5 separate regions of the Mus musculus genome follow, and regions 1, 2, 3 and 4 are each linked to region 5. The links are chromatin contacts, called in public promoter capture Hi-C maps. All regions are on one chromosome and are shown on one strand. The core of a region is the stretch at or near the end of the contact, and the rest is flanking DNA. Distances in the headings are between cores, read along the strand shown.

Evidence for each region. Promoter capture Hi-C pulls out the DNA fragments that hold promoters and counts their contacts.
Region 1: a contact with region 5 is called in a promoter capture Hi-C map of the 3T3-L1 cell line, with 38 times the contacts expected there. The contact joins the enhancer-like site here to the promoter of Shox2 in region 5. A contact is called at or near these places in 15 of 39 promoter capture datasets (the 3T3-L1 cell line, 3T3-L1-derived adipocytes, the C10 cell line and 10 more), 2 of 15 datasets of contacts at CTCF or cohesin (the NIH/3T3 cell line and stem cell-derived epiblast-like cells), 20 of 484 Hi-C or Micro-C datasets (3T3-L1-derived adipocytes, Sertoli cells, adipose-derived mesenchymal stem cells and 14 more), 17 of 115 datasets of contacts at active chromatin or transcription factors (the NIH/3T3 cell line, astrocytes, bone marrow-derived macrophages and 11 more) and 3 of 9 other capture datasets (adipose tissue, embryonic stem cells and macrophages).
Region 2: a contact with region 5 is called in a promoter capture Hi-C map of cranial neural crest. The contact joins the enhancer-like site here to the promoter of Shox2 in region 5. A contact is called at or near these places in 8 of 39 promoter capture datasets (cranial neural crest, embryonic stem cells, frontonasal cranial neural crest and 4 more), 3 of 484 Hi-C or Micro-C datasets (LSK cells, hematopoietic stem cells and nephron progenitors) and 11 of 115 datasets of contacts at active chromatin or transcription factors (craniofacial prominence, embryonic basal ganglia, embryonic forebrain and 7 more).
Region 3: a contact with region 5 is called in a promoter capture Hi-C map of the 3T3-L1 cell line, with 6 times the contacts expected there. The contact joins the enhancer-like site here to the promoter of Shox2 in region 5. A contact is called at or near these places in 2 of 39 promoter capture datasets (the 3T3-L1 cell line and embryonic stem cells), 1 of 484 Hi-C or Micro-C datasets (embryonic stem cells) and 2 of 115 datasets of contacts at active chromatin or transcription factors (astrocytes and bone marrow-derived dendritic cells).
Region 4: a promoter capture Hi-C map of the 3T3-L1 cell line shows a contact between it and region 5, with 16 times the contacts expected there. The contact joins the enhancer-like site here to the promoter of Shox2 in region 5. A contact is called at or near these places in 4 of 39 promoter capture datasets (the 3T3-L1 cell line, hippocampal neurons and liver), 1 of 484 Hi-C or Micro-C datasets (adipose-derived mesenchymal stem cells), 3 of 115 datasets of contacts at active chromatin or transcription factors (embryonic forebrain, embryonic hindbrain and forebrain) and 1 of 9 other capture datasets (embryonic stem cells).

What each region holds. Positions count from the first base shown.
Region 1 is chr3:66,329,632-66,332,331 of GRCm38.p6, forward strand. No RefSeq gene overlaps it. Among named protein-coding and RNA genes, the nearest start is that of Veph1, 34 kb to the left of the region's middle. Within about 2 kb of position 1,305, at least 4 of the 459 cell types and tissues checked have an H3K27ac peak or open chromatin away from gene starts, as enhancers often do.
Region 2 is chr3:66,381,079-66,383,778 of GRCm38.p6, forward strand. All of the region lies in intron 1 of Gm35184 (a long non-coding RNA gene), which reads left to right. Among named protein-coding and RNA genes, the nearest start is that of Gm35184, 8.1 kb to the left of the region's middle. Within about 2 kb of position 1,418, at least 3 of the 459 cell types and tissues checked have an H3K27ac peak or open chromatin away from gene starts, as enhancers often do.
Region 3 is chr3:66,207,822-66,210,521 of GRCm38.p6, forward strand. The region is part of intron 5 of Veph1 (ventricular zone expressed PH domain-containing 1); the gene reads right to left. Among named protein-coding and RNA genes, the nearest start is that of Ptx3, 11 kb to the right of the region's middle. Within about 2 kb of position 1,255, at least 33 of the 459 cell types and tissues checked have an H3K27ac peak or open chromatin away from gene starts, as enhancers often do. A contact at or near this core is called in astrocytes, where this site is marked.
Region 4 is chr3:66,006,330-66,009,070 of GRCm38.p6, forward strand. No RefSeq gene overlaps it. Among named protein-coding and RNA genes, the nearest start is that of Ccnl1, 49 kb to the left of the region's middle. Within about 2 kb of position 1,487, at least 42 of the 459 cell types and tissues checked have an H3K27ac peak or open chromatin away from gene starts, as enhancers often do.
Region 5 is chr3:66,980,484-66,983,183 of GRCm38.p6, forward strand. Shox2 (short stature homeobox 2) reads right to left here and starts at 1,288. Exons shown (of 5, transcript NM_001302357.1): 1 at 728-1,288. The coding sequence starts at 1,073. It also overlaps a transcript of Rsrc1 not described here.

The sequences.
Region 1 (2,700 bases), core at 55-2,554, 650 kb before region 5:
AGCCTGGCCATCTGTATCAGGAATCTGAAAGAGAAGGAAGAATTGGATTGCCAAATTTCGTAAGGCCAACTTCCACCAACACAATTCTTCAGGGGAGGCTCGGCATCCTGAAATGTTCTACAGCCTTCCCAAACAGGACCACCAGCTGTGGAGAAAGTGTTTAGATACAAGAGCCTCTGGGGTCATTTCACATTCAAATCACAACAGCTAGTATCATAAACAAGACAGAAAAATCACATAAATGAGGCTAAGAGGGGTCCTTTGATGGAACAGGACTGTGATAGTTTGAATATGCCCAGTCCAGGGAGTGGCACTATTAGGAGGTGTGGCCTTGTTGGAGGAGGTGTGGCTTTGTTGGAGGAGGTGTGGCCTTGTTGGAAGAATTGTGTCACTGTGGGGGTGGGCCTTGAGACCCTCCTCCTAGCTGCTGCCTGAGGACAGTCTGCTCCTGGATTCCTTTGCATGAGGACGTAGAACTCTCAGCTCCTCTAGGGTCATGCCTGCCTGGAAGCTGCCAGCAGTGCTTCCTGCCACGATAATGGAATGAACCTCTGAGCCTGTAAGTCAGCCCCAATTAAATGTCCTTTGTAAGAGTTGCCTTGGTCATGGTGTCTCTTTCTGCAATGCAAACCTTAACTAAGACAGGGACACAAGGGAAGGAGTCGAGGGCCAGGATTCCAACAGGTAGGACCAGCCTTGGCAGAAAGGAAGAAGTAGAGACAAAAAGGAAGAATAAAAAAGTCATTAAAATACCTAGGACTTTTGAAGCAAAACATGAAATATGATTTCCTGAGAGTAAAAAGAGGTAACTGCAGACAGGGAGGAGATTGACTCAGGCAGAGTGGATGACATGCTGGAACAATAAGGACAAAGGAACAGAACCTTGGAAGGAGGCCTTGGCGTTCCAGCGGAAAGCCCGGGAGCACAAATAGATATATGTCAAAATCTAACTGCACTTTTGAGGTTTCTCACTGATGCTTGACAGGTAAGAGAGAGAGAGAGAGAGAGAGAGAGAGAGAGAGAGAGAGAGAGAAACCCATCAAAAAATGTCACCAACCTTGAAGTAGGAGCTGGCTGGGTAGGAGCCGCAAGAAGCCAGAGAGCAAGACAGTAGTTCATGTGACCCAGGCCAAGATACTTGAACTGCCTTTTATTAAAATGGGAAATCTGAAAAAAACTCACTCCTTACAAGTGATTAAAGCTGTGGGGTGGGGGTTAAGGGAGAGTGAGTTCCAAGTGCTAGTCAAGTGTAGTGTCATTTCCCATCAGATTGCTCTTTTAGGAAAGTGGCACGTGAAGTCCAACTTGGGGAGGCTTCGTGAGAATGAGTTGTGGTACAGTCATTTGTTCGTGTGTCTCCAGCAGGCTTTCCTCTGAAGGGTTGGGCAGGACCGGTGAGGCCCTCAGCCCACAGGCACAAGCCACTTGCCTGCCTTGCCCAAGAGTTTCTCCCCCCAGCTTGAGATTCTTAGGGCATTTCGACATTCTTAAACCCCTGAATTATTCTTGGTAGCGGCACATTTAAGGGAGTTAAAAGATAAGCTTCCCACAGTCTTCCTGTTTTTCTTTTGTTTGCCCATTGGCGCTGTGTCGGTGCTTGAGTGGAGGCGCTGGCTGCTTGAGAATACCCTCTTGTGTTCTCCCAGAGGATGGCTCCTGAGCCCTTTCTGAGGCCCTTGACTGATTATTGTCATTTCTGCCTTTACCCGACACAGTGCGTTGACCCACTAACCAGCCTTCTCCCTCAGTCTACATACGCTCCAGATACACGCATGCGCACATGCTTGTAGGTCTAATCAACCTGGTTTCTGTCTCCCAAACAGTCCTACACAAAGGCTTAGCATGTCCAGTCCCACACTTTCATGGGTTTTCTTGTGTGGCTGGGAAACGCATGTATGTAAAAGCCATTTTTAAAAACAAAAAGCTGAGTGTCTTTCATTGATTTGAAGTGCACTCTGGTAAGGTAATAGATATTTTTAGAAACATTGCCCTAAAAACACTTTCCGCGCACCATGTTCATTTGGCCCTCACAATACTTCTGATCTGTACCAATGGACATCTGATAACAGGTAGGATGACCGAAGCTTAGAGCAACAACGGAGCATCCTATAGTCATAGTTACTCTCAGCTAAGATTTGCACCCAGACAGGCTGAGCTCAAAGGCATTCCTTCTCCATTCTGCTGTGCCTCTTTATCGTTCAGTGAGTCAAGTTTTCTAGAACCGAGACCATCAGCTTGACTGGCCCAAGTTCCCCTTCCTATCTGGCTGTGCGCCCATCCTTGTTTTGTAAAGTGTCTTCTTCCAGCACGACGGACGCTCTTTACAAAGAGGCTCAGGATTTGACCTTTGCTTAGTGCCTCTTTCAGCTTTGCCAGTGATCCCAGTCACAGAGCAGTTCAGTCCTACTAACCTTACATCTTCCACAAGGGGGCACTGTCTGACCATAAAGCTGTGGAGGTTTTGCCTGTAGGCTAAAATACAACCAGAGTCCCTCTAATGCTTTCATTCTGCTATAAGAAATGACCTTATTCAAGCTACGTGCCTCATTGTTATTTCACGGAGAGGAAACAAAAGTTTAAAAAAAAAGGAAACCATATAATGTTTGTGAACTGCTTTACCATAATTCATTCACTGGGTTTCTGTTAGACTGTATGGAATCCATTAAGCAGGATATTGAAGCTTATGAATGGGAACCTAGT
Region 2 (2,700 bases), core at 168-2,667, 600 kb before region 5:
TGCCTTAGTAAAATACATCCCTCCCTCCCTGAGAGTTAGTCTAGGCTTCCTGAAATAATTTACTCCTAAGGGGAGAATGGCGTGGATGGTGTGAGTAACAGAGTTCATAAAAAAAAAAGCATGCTTCAGTTTGGGCTTCTGAAGAAAGTTCCAGACCAACTCAGCAGTGGGGAGTTTTGCCCCTTAGCTGTTCAAAACCTACAACAAAAATCCAGGTTTTTGTTCACCGAGCATTCACATTGACGAATTAAAGCAGAGATGAGCATTTGATCTTGCATGAAAGACACTAACTCCTCATGGGGCTATTAAATCTTTGGTGCATAATAAATACATTTGGATAAGTGTAGGATGACTATTTCCGAAGTTGTCCTGAGTGTAGCCTGTTGTATTGGAAGAGGTTTCTCAAACAGCCATTAATGTTAACTGCTCTAGAGTCTTGTGACATTTCAAAAAAATCATTTTTCAGAAACAGCTCCATTAAAATAGAGACCCAAGCAGGAGACATTCAGATTCAGTGGGTCTGGCATATATCTATTCATAAAATACTCTGGGTGATTTAACGTACAGCTAGTGTTGAAAAACCCCTGATTATATTCAACCTTCTAAATATTTATAACAGCTCTGAGAGCAAGATTAAATTTGATACCATAGATTTTTCTCCTTTAATCCTTACGATCCTAATTTTGTCAAACCTTATTAGCATATTTTGGAAGAGTGTTTTCAAATCCAAGATTCAAACTAATAACTTCCAAATGGCCACTTGAAGCAATGGGTTCTAATTTTTGAAAGACCACCTTCTCTTCTTGGTGTTCTCAACACCAAGCTAAGGGGGAATAGCTAAGGGGTAAAACCACCTGAATAAAAGACAACCTGTTTACCAAATCACACTTCTGCCCCAGAACCACCCCCAATTAAACGCAAGTAAGTAAAAACACCAAACTCTCTATAAAAATATAGCCGATGGGAATATTGTCCATAAATTTAGGTGTGCTGGAAATGGACTTTATTTTGCTATAATTTAATTTCTATTTCCCATTTTGTTAGGTGACTAAATCTTAGTACTAGTCAATAAAGAGTATTTCCCATCTCTTTCCCAAGGGCTGCAGTGAGTTATTGGAAATTTAAATCATAGAAAGGCATGGGGGCGGGGAGGGAGGCTGTCATCTGATCTGAATTACCATCGTTTCTGCTGGCATCTACAGAAAGGTCTTTCCTTTATGATCCTTCCTGTCATTCCATACTCCATATGCCACTGCAAGGTCTCTGTGGCCGCCACTCATGTCCATGCATCTCCCCAGCAGGAGAGGATGAGTCTGCTGTTTCCTCCCTGCCCTCCACGAGGGTAAGCTGTGTGCTTCCTCTAGCAAATTTGTTGCTGTAAGAGGCAGCCCCTTTTACCCAGAGACCTGGCCATTCCCTAGGCTCTGTCCAGAAGAGAAGAATGACTTTCTCCTATTACCAGGTCATCACATCGCCACGGGCTTGCTGTTTCAAGCCCCCACTGCCAAAGTCTCCAGCATCTCCCTCCCTCCCTCTGTCACTGGGACTCTTTCCTAATGTCTGCGAAGCAAACCTAGTGCTAACACAGTCAACTGTTTTTGCAAATGTGCTACATGATTTATGCACAAGTGTTTTAGCTGCTTTAGGGAGTTGGAGTTTTGAAATAACTATAGAATCCCCCTAGGCTATTCTTTTAGGCACCTTTGCTTGTCCCAGAGGCGACAAGCTGGGACAGGGAACTTAGAAGAGAAAGTAAGACTTTGCATGATTTAGCCTTAGCTGAAGTGATGACCAAAGTCTGGACACCGCTGTCTTTGATGCTTTAAAGAAAAACTGACTCCGTGTGGCAAATACAAAGAACTGAGATAGCCAGAAAGATCTTAAGTTGGATAGTGAAAATTATATAATACGCTTACTTAAGAAAATACCAAAAACATAAATAGCAAGGTTAGAATTGAAGTTCTTTCCCCAGTGTTTATGTCTACTCTGTATCTTGTTCATGAAATTATTTCCTTCCTGGTTTGTAATAATTTTGTTGGGGGAAATAATGGCTTTAAACTTTTATGGTTATCTCCTACAGACTATCACCTTAATCTCAGAGACATGCTTGCTTGGAATGGGAAATTGCATTTACTCACCATAAGTTTGTGGAAGGAAATTGAATTTGATAGAATGTTTATTGCTAGAAATCAAGTTCACTCACCTAAGCTTGCGATGCACATACCAGCCCTATGGTCTCCCTAACTTCATTCTGCTACTTCACCCTACAGAAGGGCCTCGGCTTCATTTAATTAAAAGGCATCAAGCCAGCTACTTAGCCTTTTCCTATAAGCCTGTTTGGAAATCCTCGACACTCTCATATAAATAGTTTAAAAAGGAATGATCAAGAAAAAAATATTGATGGGCACATTGTGTTTTGCCACAGAAGTTCATCTGTGCTTCCAAATGCATCATATATACAACTTCAAAATGATGACAGAGATGGTAACACAGAAGAATGGGTGAAAAGATGGGGGGGTTCTGTTTTCAAAAGCTGAAGGATATATATATTAATGTGTGTTTATCCTGTGTTACTACTCAGGGCCCTGTTACCACAGACAAGGCTATGCATGAAGTGTGTACATGCCACAAAAGGCAGAGACTACTTATCTCTCTGCACTGCTGGAAAAATGGCAGGCTTTAGTACAAAGGTGTCACAGT
Region 3 (2,700 bases), core at 5-2,504, 770 kb before region 5:
CCTCGCAACAATCTGAGATGCTTAGTTTTGATTTTGAATCTCTGCCCTGCTTAGCTTATATGAAGTAGAGAGAGATGACTCAACCCCCTTTCTTTCTACCCTTACCTTGTTCCACCTGGCTATCCCAGGCTAATTTAACCAACCTCTCAGGAATATGAGGTCACTTAACAGTGTAATGTAGATCCTAAAAAAAAAAAATTCTCCATAATATATGTTAAGAATGAGAATAGCTTGAAGCCCTGTTTCCAGGAGGGGATCCCCTCAGGGAAATTTCTCACAGTTCTGACAGCTCATCTCACAGCTAAATCTACTTACAAGCACTTTCTGGCCTTTGTTCCACATTTCCTACGATAAATTGTACAATTGCAATAGGAAAGGTAGAGAAAACTAAGAACTTTTGCTCTTTAGTTCTGACCTAAACTGCAAATAAACCCATTCCTTTTTATCGATTCCCGAATCCCAATTTTTTTAATGTAAAATAAGCAAGCAAATGACTCAGAAGGGCTCTAGTCAGTCATACTCTTAGAGTGGCTTGTGTTGGAATGAACGGACCCAACCGTGCAGAAGCATCAGGGGCAGGCTTAGGGTGTCTAGGAAAATTCCTAGGCTCTAGTGTCCTGGACTGTATTTAGTGAGGGGTGGGTTTAAGGTGGGGCTCAAGAAGAGGAAGCATGAACAAAACTGTCCAAAGCAAACAGCTGGAGTGAACCTCAGCCTTGAGCTCTCTGGTCCTTCCTGGACACTAGTCGTTTTTCTTTCCACCCCCTCATAGCAGTTCATAATGTGGCCTCACCACAGAGTTGAAAGTTTGTGGATACCTCTCTGCAAAGCCAAGGGTACCTTAAGAACAGAGTCATCTGAAAATTATTGACATTTCAAGACCTGTATATTAAGTAGAAGGCAATGTGCGTGCGTGCGTGCGTGTGTGTGGTGTGGTGTACTACCACTTAAATTAGTCCTCTGGCAAATTTTTCTAGTTAATCCAGACTTCATTAATTTCTAGAAATCTTTGAAAATGACTGCCATTCCTTTTGTTTATGACTTATTTCCTCCACACTGATGTTCTGGTAAAGAGGTTCTGCTGTGCAGACTGCTTCTAAAGCGTCTCTCTATTCCTTTGCTCAATCTTCTTCATGTTTTGTAAATGACTTCAAGTAATTATGCCAAATGACCCCTGGGCATTGTGGGCATGGCGACTGGCCTGGTGGATGATGTATGCGGTGTTGTAAGATTTGGCACAAGAATAGGAATGTTCTACTCTGTTGTGTGAAACCCAGGAAATGACCAGTTCCTCTGGGTCTGAAGAGTGAGGAGGGAAGACTTTCACTTGCCTCTCTCTGTCACTCATCTTTGCATGCCTGGGGCCAGAAGCCCATGCCTGGGGCTAATAACATGTATGCACACACATTAATAAATTCTGTTCTATTTGCTAGCTAGACCCAGGATGTCCCATGGCAGCCAAGAAAACACTGACTTTATTCTTATAAAGGCAACTTGGAAAACTGACCACACAGACTTTTCCTATAAATGGATCCTGCAGTTCCCCTGGGGATGCTGACCGTGAGTCACTAACCAGGAATGGCCTCTCTATCTGAGAAGAATAGTGTTCTTTAAAGAATCATACCCAGTATTATTGATGAAGGTTGAGGACTTGCCTGACCACCCATGTACATCTTTGAGCTTACAAGTGTGTAGATGCTTAGATTCATTAATCATAAGCTTTGTGTAGAGAAATTGTCTCTATGGGGTCTTGAATGAGGCCTCCTTTTATGGGAAAAGAAGGGTTAACAAGAGACACACTTTATCCCTGAACTATATCATGGTCCAAGGAAGAGGGTTTTTTGTTTGTTTGTTTGTTTGTTTGTTTGTTTTTTAAAGATTTATTTATTTTATTTATGTGAGTACATTGTAGCTGTCTTCAGACACACCAGGAGAGGGCAGCAGATCTTATTCCAGATGGCTGTGAGCCAGCATGTGGTTCCTGCAAATTGAACTCAGGACCTTTGGAAGAGCAGTCAGTGATCTTAACCACTGAGCAATCTCTCCAGCCCAGGAAGAGGTTTTGTTTGTTTGTTTGCTTGTTTGTTTGTTTGTTTTTTAGGCACACTGCTGACCAGTCCTGAAAGTCATGTTCTCTCACTGGTCTCAGAGGGTAGGTGATGAGTTTGCATTCAACAAACAAAACAAACCCAACCAACCAACCAACCAACTAACCAACCAACCAACCAACCATCCCAGGGTAGTACACTCATTAGAGATATCACTAATGACCTCTGTTTTAGTCGCTATTCCAACAAGAAAAACATCAGAAGAAATGTGAGGGAGGGTTTGCTTTAACTTCTGCTTTCAAAGATTTCAGACCATCATGGAGTGGAAAGCGTGGTTTGGGAGGCTCAGTCCCTACTGGGGTTTCTCACATCATGGAAGACCACGAAGCAGATGTAACCCCCAGAGGACTGTCCTTAGTGGCCTATAGCTGCAACATTCTGAAGTAGCACCACCAGCTAGGACAAAGTATTCCAGTACGTGAGCATGTGGAAATCGAAACCATCTCACCCTCCAGGTAACATCTCCTTTACCCTGACATGCAGAATCACACCCCTCCATATCCACCTGCTTATTTCATCTGGAGGGAATTAAGTTAAAATGCAGTCTGCATTTCTGGTTGCTGGTTTCTAGAAAGCTCTAGGCCCCTCTGTA
Region 4 (2,741 bases), core at 237-2,736, 970 kb before region 5:
TGTCAAGGATGAAACCAGAGTCTTCCTATGGTTCTGTTAGGTACAGGTGGCATAAGCTCTCCTCCCATCCCCCAGCCCATTTGCCACTTGCCAGGTACTTTTGGCAGCCGAAGAGGAGGCAGATGTCAAGGACGACCAGAGTCAGCCTGGGCTAAGATAGATCAATTACCCTTGAAGCCCCCAACTTTTCCAAAAAGGAACTTGCTAAATGCCACTGGCAAGATCCACCAACTGCATTGGGGACATCTCTAATAGCACTGGAGTAATTGTCTCCCTTAGTCACATCATCAGAGATATATAACCCCTTCCACATATGACAGCCCTTATCTGTGAAGGAAAAGAGAAGAGCCTTAGAGGAGTTTAAATTGTGATTTGTCTGTGTATGTGTTTGGAAGAGGATATTTAAATAAAGACTAGCCTGGAATTTACGATCTTCCTGCCTCAGCCTCCTGAGTGCTGGGATTACACGTGTGTGCTACCATGCCTTGGCACTGATTGTCTCCTAACTGGCAAGTTAATCCTTCTCTCATCTCATTGGATCCTACTATCTTCAAAGGTGGGAATAGGAGGCTGCATGGGAATTTGTATCATTTATAGAAAGATACATTGTTACTATTTTAGTTGAGGTAATCATTGCTACAATAAAACACCATGGCCAAAAACAACTTGGGGAGGAAAGGGTTTATTTGGCTTACAATTCTCCATCACTGCTTATCCCTGAAGGAAGTAAGGACAGGAACTCAAATAGGGCAGGACCAGAAGACAGGAACTGATGCAGAGGTTATGGAAGAAATGTTGCTTACTGGCTACATCCCCATGGCATGTTCAGCCTGCTTTCTTATAGATCACCAGCCCAAGCTGGATACTACAGGCTGAGCCTTCTCCAGCCATCACTAATTAAGAGAAGACCCCATAGAACTGCCTATAACTTGATCTTATAGATCTGTTCTAAACTGAGGTTCCCCCTTCACGGATGACTTTGACTTGTGTTAAGTTGACATAAACCCAGCCAGCACAGCTGCCATCCTCTGCCATCCTCTTGGTGTACTAGTTACAATGTTTCATAAAATCTTATCATGAGTGTTTTTGTATCTCCATCTCATCATAGTGCCTGGGTGGGAAGAGAAAGAGGCTGAAAACTGGTGTTTGAATGGGAGAAAGGAAGGGGAGATAAAAAGAGACATTTAAGGTGCTGAAGAAGGAAGGAAGGAGTAGTTAGAACAGGGTGTGTGTGCAGAAGGAAGTGGGGGAGGAGAGAACTGAGGACACACTGGGGCAAAGCAGCTTGCTTCCAGCCTTGTCTTTGGAAGAACTAGTGGAGTTAGGAGGCACCTCAGAAAGTCTACTCCAGGTCAGGCCAGGAGACACCTGCCATATCTCCTCAGGAGTCCTCTCAGGGAATCCATCTCCATTCCACCCTTTTGGACTTGCTTTCCCATGTTCATTCTGTGCTTCAGTGTTCCCAAGCTGGCTTCAAGTGGTCACATGAGTCATACTCTAGTCATCCAGGCTACAAGTTGCCAGATTCCCATTATCATGAAGTTTGTTTTGAGTCTAGTTTCTTGTGTTGAAATTGACAACATCCCTGCTGGTTCCACGGGTGAGGAGTTTGTCCCTGGCTCCTCAATACTTTTGTAAATTGAAATTTATTATGAATCAGCCTCTAGTTCTATTGTTTTCTTTCTAGGTGGTATAACACCCATTTCTTTTCTCTTTTCTCATTAATTGTCAGTCCTCCTACATGTTTTAACCACCTTTAGCCTTTCCTGGGATTTGTCACTTCTGGCTTCAGTTAACTAGCAAACACCACAAGTGGCTGGTGTAAGTGTCCATGAGTCAGGCTCTACCTCACCACGTTCCATTTCTTTCTTCAGACAATTTACTTCATTAAACAGAAAGCCAACCTCTAGTTATAATGATTTCAGCCACCTCCCAGTTTATTTGTCTTCAGATTTAGGCCTCACTGCCTTTTGCAATACATTGGCTAGACATCAGTGTTCCAAGCTTGTTTAAACTCTAGGGTTTCAATATCTGCAGAATCGATCAGTGGTGGCTTGAATACTGTGTAGTCATGACTTGCTACGGTTGTGTGTGCACTAAACTTGTGTAGACATTTCTTCATCATTATTCTCTAAAGAATACAGTATAATGGATGACTTCTATTGCATTAGCTATTAGAAGGAACCTGAGGATAATTTAAAGTAGGCAGGAGGAGGTACATAGATTCTGTTCAAACACCACAGCATTTAATGTCTGGGGCTTGAGCATCTGTGGCCTCTGGACTCCACAGGGGTCCTGGAACCCGTCTCCTGTGGCTACTCTGGAATAGCTGTGCTTACAAGTTTGGTTTATTAAAATGTGTAGTGTGTGTATTTACTTAAAATGAGAGCACTTTGAGACCATCATAAATGCCTATTTTGGTTGATTTCTTGCCTAATGAGGCATTATATAAAAAAATGCTGAACATTCCATTCAACCATGTGGGACACACTAGGAATTCTGAAGGATTGAATTTCAGAACTAGGCAGTGGGAAAATGTCATAGAATTATGAGAAGTAGGAAATGGTAAGTTTATATTTTTTTGGGATTTTTTTTTCTATGTGGAGAAGTAGGGGAGACAGTTTCTGAATTTCTCATATGCACTGCCTCTTCTGTCAAATTCTGTAGGTTACCCATATGTAGATTTGAAAGTAGTGGTTTCTCTTTGTTACTTAATTCTATTTTTTTTTCCCCTGAGACGA
Region 5 (2,700 bases), core at 38-2,537:
CTCTCTCTCTCTCTCTCTCTCTCTCTCTCTCCATCTCTTTCTCTCTCTCTCCTAAAGTACTGCACGATTCTAGCCAGTAAAGAAATTGTGTATGTAGTGTCCTCGTCGTCGTCCCCCACCCTCTACTCCTCAATTCCTCCACCGAGAGGGAATCACCTTGGCCTGGACCTTTGGCTGGCTCCTACCTTAACTGTTCAGTAAGAATGTGAAGTTTGGTCCCCAAGATCCGGAGATTTGGGGGCTTTGCAGAGTTACAGTGGTTTTGATGGCAAATCTAAAGAAGGGCAATGTCGTGTGGCTCTCCTCTTTCTCTCCCCTCCCCTTCTCTCCTTTAGGCTTAGGAAAGGGGTTCTGGCAAACTCGGGACTACGGGCTAGTTACAACCGGCCTCCTAGTGAGCCCCTGCCGCACCCCTTCTCGCCGCGGGCCACACAAACTTCGCCGTCCCGCAGCGCGGCCCCATCCTCCCGCTCGCGAAAAACATATTTCGGTGCAACCGGAGCGACAGAGAAGGGTGCGCGAAACCCCACGCCCTCCCCCACGCGAGGACCCCACCCACGACGGAGCAGTCTGGCCTCCTACCCCTCCACTATCCCGGTATCTCCCAAAGCTGGGGTCCAGGGCCCTCTGCGATGCCGCCCTCCTCCCGCTCGGGTCCCGGGTCCTCTCCCGCCCCGAGGATAAGGGAAGGCAGTAAGGGGAACCGCGGCCGGGGGCAGGCCGTTACCCTCCGTCAGCCGCGGGCTGCCGGGCTCCCTGCTCCGCTCCGCGGCTCCCATGTCCAGCTCCCGGACGGGAGAGCGCCCTCCTCCAGCTCCTCCGCCTGCTCCTCCTCCTCCAGCACCTCCTCCGCCTCCTCCGCCTCCGCCTCCGCCTCCTCCCGCGCCGCCGCCTCCGCCGGCCGCCCGGACTGCCGGGCTGCTGCGGTCGTCGCGGCCCGGCTCGACGCAACCGGGCTCTTTGGCCCCGCGCAGCGGCCCGCTCTCTAGCACCTCCCGGTACGTGATGGCCTCCTTCTTCTCCTTCACTTTCTGGTCAAAAGACTTGGAGACGAACGCCGTAAGTTCTTCCATCGCGGCCGCTGCCGCCGCCGGTCAACCTCGCGCTCAAGCTCTCCCTGCCGAGCCCCGCTCTTTTTTTCCTCCTTCTTTTTTTACTGCTCCAGCCCCCCCAATAATAACACATCAATGGGGCAGGGGGATGGGGGAGGAGAGGGAGGAGGAGGAAGAAGAAAAAGAGGAGAAGAAAGAAGAGGAGAAGTAGAAGGAGAAAAAGAAGTAAGAGGAGGAGGAGGACGAGGAGGAGGAGGAGGAAGGAGGGGGTAAAGGGGGAGAGGGGGGAGGAGGGAAGGGGCGGGGGCCGCCAGAGGGAAATGGGAACTGATGCTTCCCTGCCGGAGTGCGCGTGTTCAATGTTAAGATCTTTGACAATTCTTCCTGCGGAGAGTTCAGATCTGATAGCGACGCAGCTCTTGAAGTCTCACTATTTATACTTCCTAAAGGCGGGCCTCTTGTTCTGAGTAAATTACCTCCCCTCGCAACTCCTAGTGAACCCCTTCGCGGGTAGCAGGAGCGCCACTACCTGGGGTGGGGAGGAGAGGGAGTGGGGACGAGAGAGAGAGAGAGAGAGAGAGAGAGAGAGAGAGAGAGAGAGAGAGAGAGAGAGAGAGAGAGAGAGAATATGAATATGAATATTGAGGATGGAGGATCCAGGCTGGAGTCCACCGGGCTGGAGAGGGAGGGCAAGCAGGGGACCAGAGGGGGCGGGGAGAGGAGGCAGGTCCTCAGCGGTCGGGTTTTCTGATAGCCTCGGCCGCTGGTGCTCTTGGCCATTAATCCAGGATTGACAAGAATCCCTAATTAATTTAATTAAGCGTGGATTTTGCGTTGGTGTCACGACTTAGTAAAACACTGGGGAACTGGATAGACTTCTCGGAGGCGGGGCCAAGAGGAAACTGACAAGTGCATTGCAATCAGAGTCAGTGGGTATCCTCAGAGAGTACCCGACCCTACAGCCTCGCTCTGGGTGGGCATCCCAACTGCTCGACCCTACAATGATGACCCCTGGTCTCTGGCCCAGTATCGGGCTCTCTATGGTTAATAGGCCTAGCAACCATTCCAGTATTCCGTTCCTGCACCCTTTCTTGCTCCAAGCCGCTGCAGCTGCACAGCGGTGCATCCGGTCTTCACGCGCCTGCTGCGAATGGGGCTTCATTGCAGCACCTCGGAAGGCTTCACCTCCTTTTAGGATCTTCCGAACGCGCAGCCAGCCTCACTGAGTACTGGTCCCTGTAATTCACTCTACTACTTTGGAGTCAAAGCTGACTCCCATAAAGACACATCCCGCTAGAAGGGGTTGGTCGATTTAACTTGTTTCCTGAGCAGCTGTTCTCTGCCAGATTCGGTCTTAAGGTATTTTCTTACAGCCCGGTCAGGCGCAGTTCCATTTCGATTTTCTCTATGAGGTCTAAGGGTTCTTACTCCTTTTCCTAACAACTCCCTGCACCCTGCCCTTAATTATTTAGCATCTTGGGGGGCATTCTAGTTCGATTTCCTAATTCTGAAAAACAAAAGATGACTACTTTTTGAGTTCTGCGGAAAAAATTACCGATGTTGCTTGTCGCTCGACTAATTTTTGTTTACCGTGGACTGTGAAAAAAAGACTCACTCTTTGGAGGGGGGAAAACAACTCTCTTTCTGA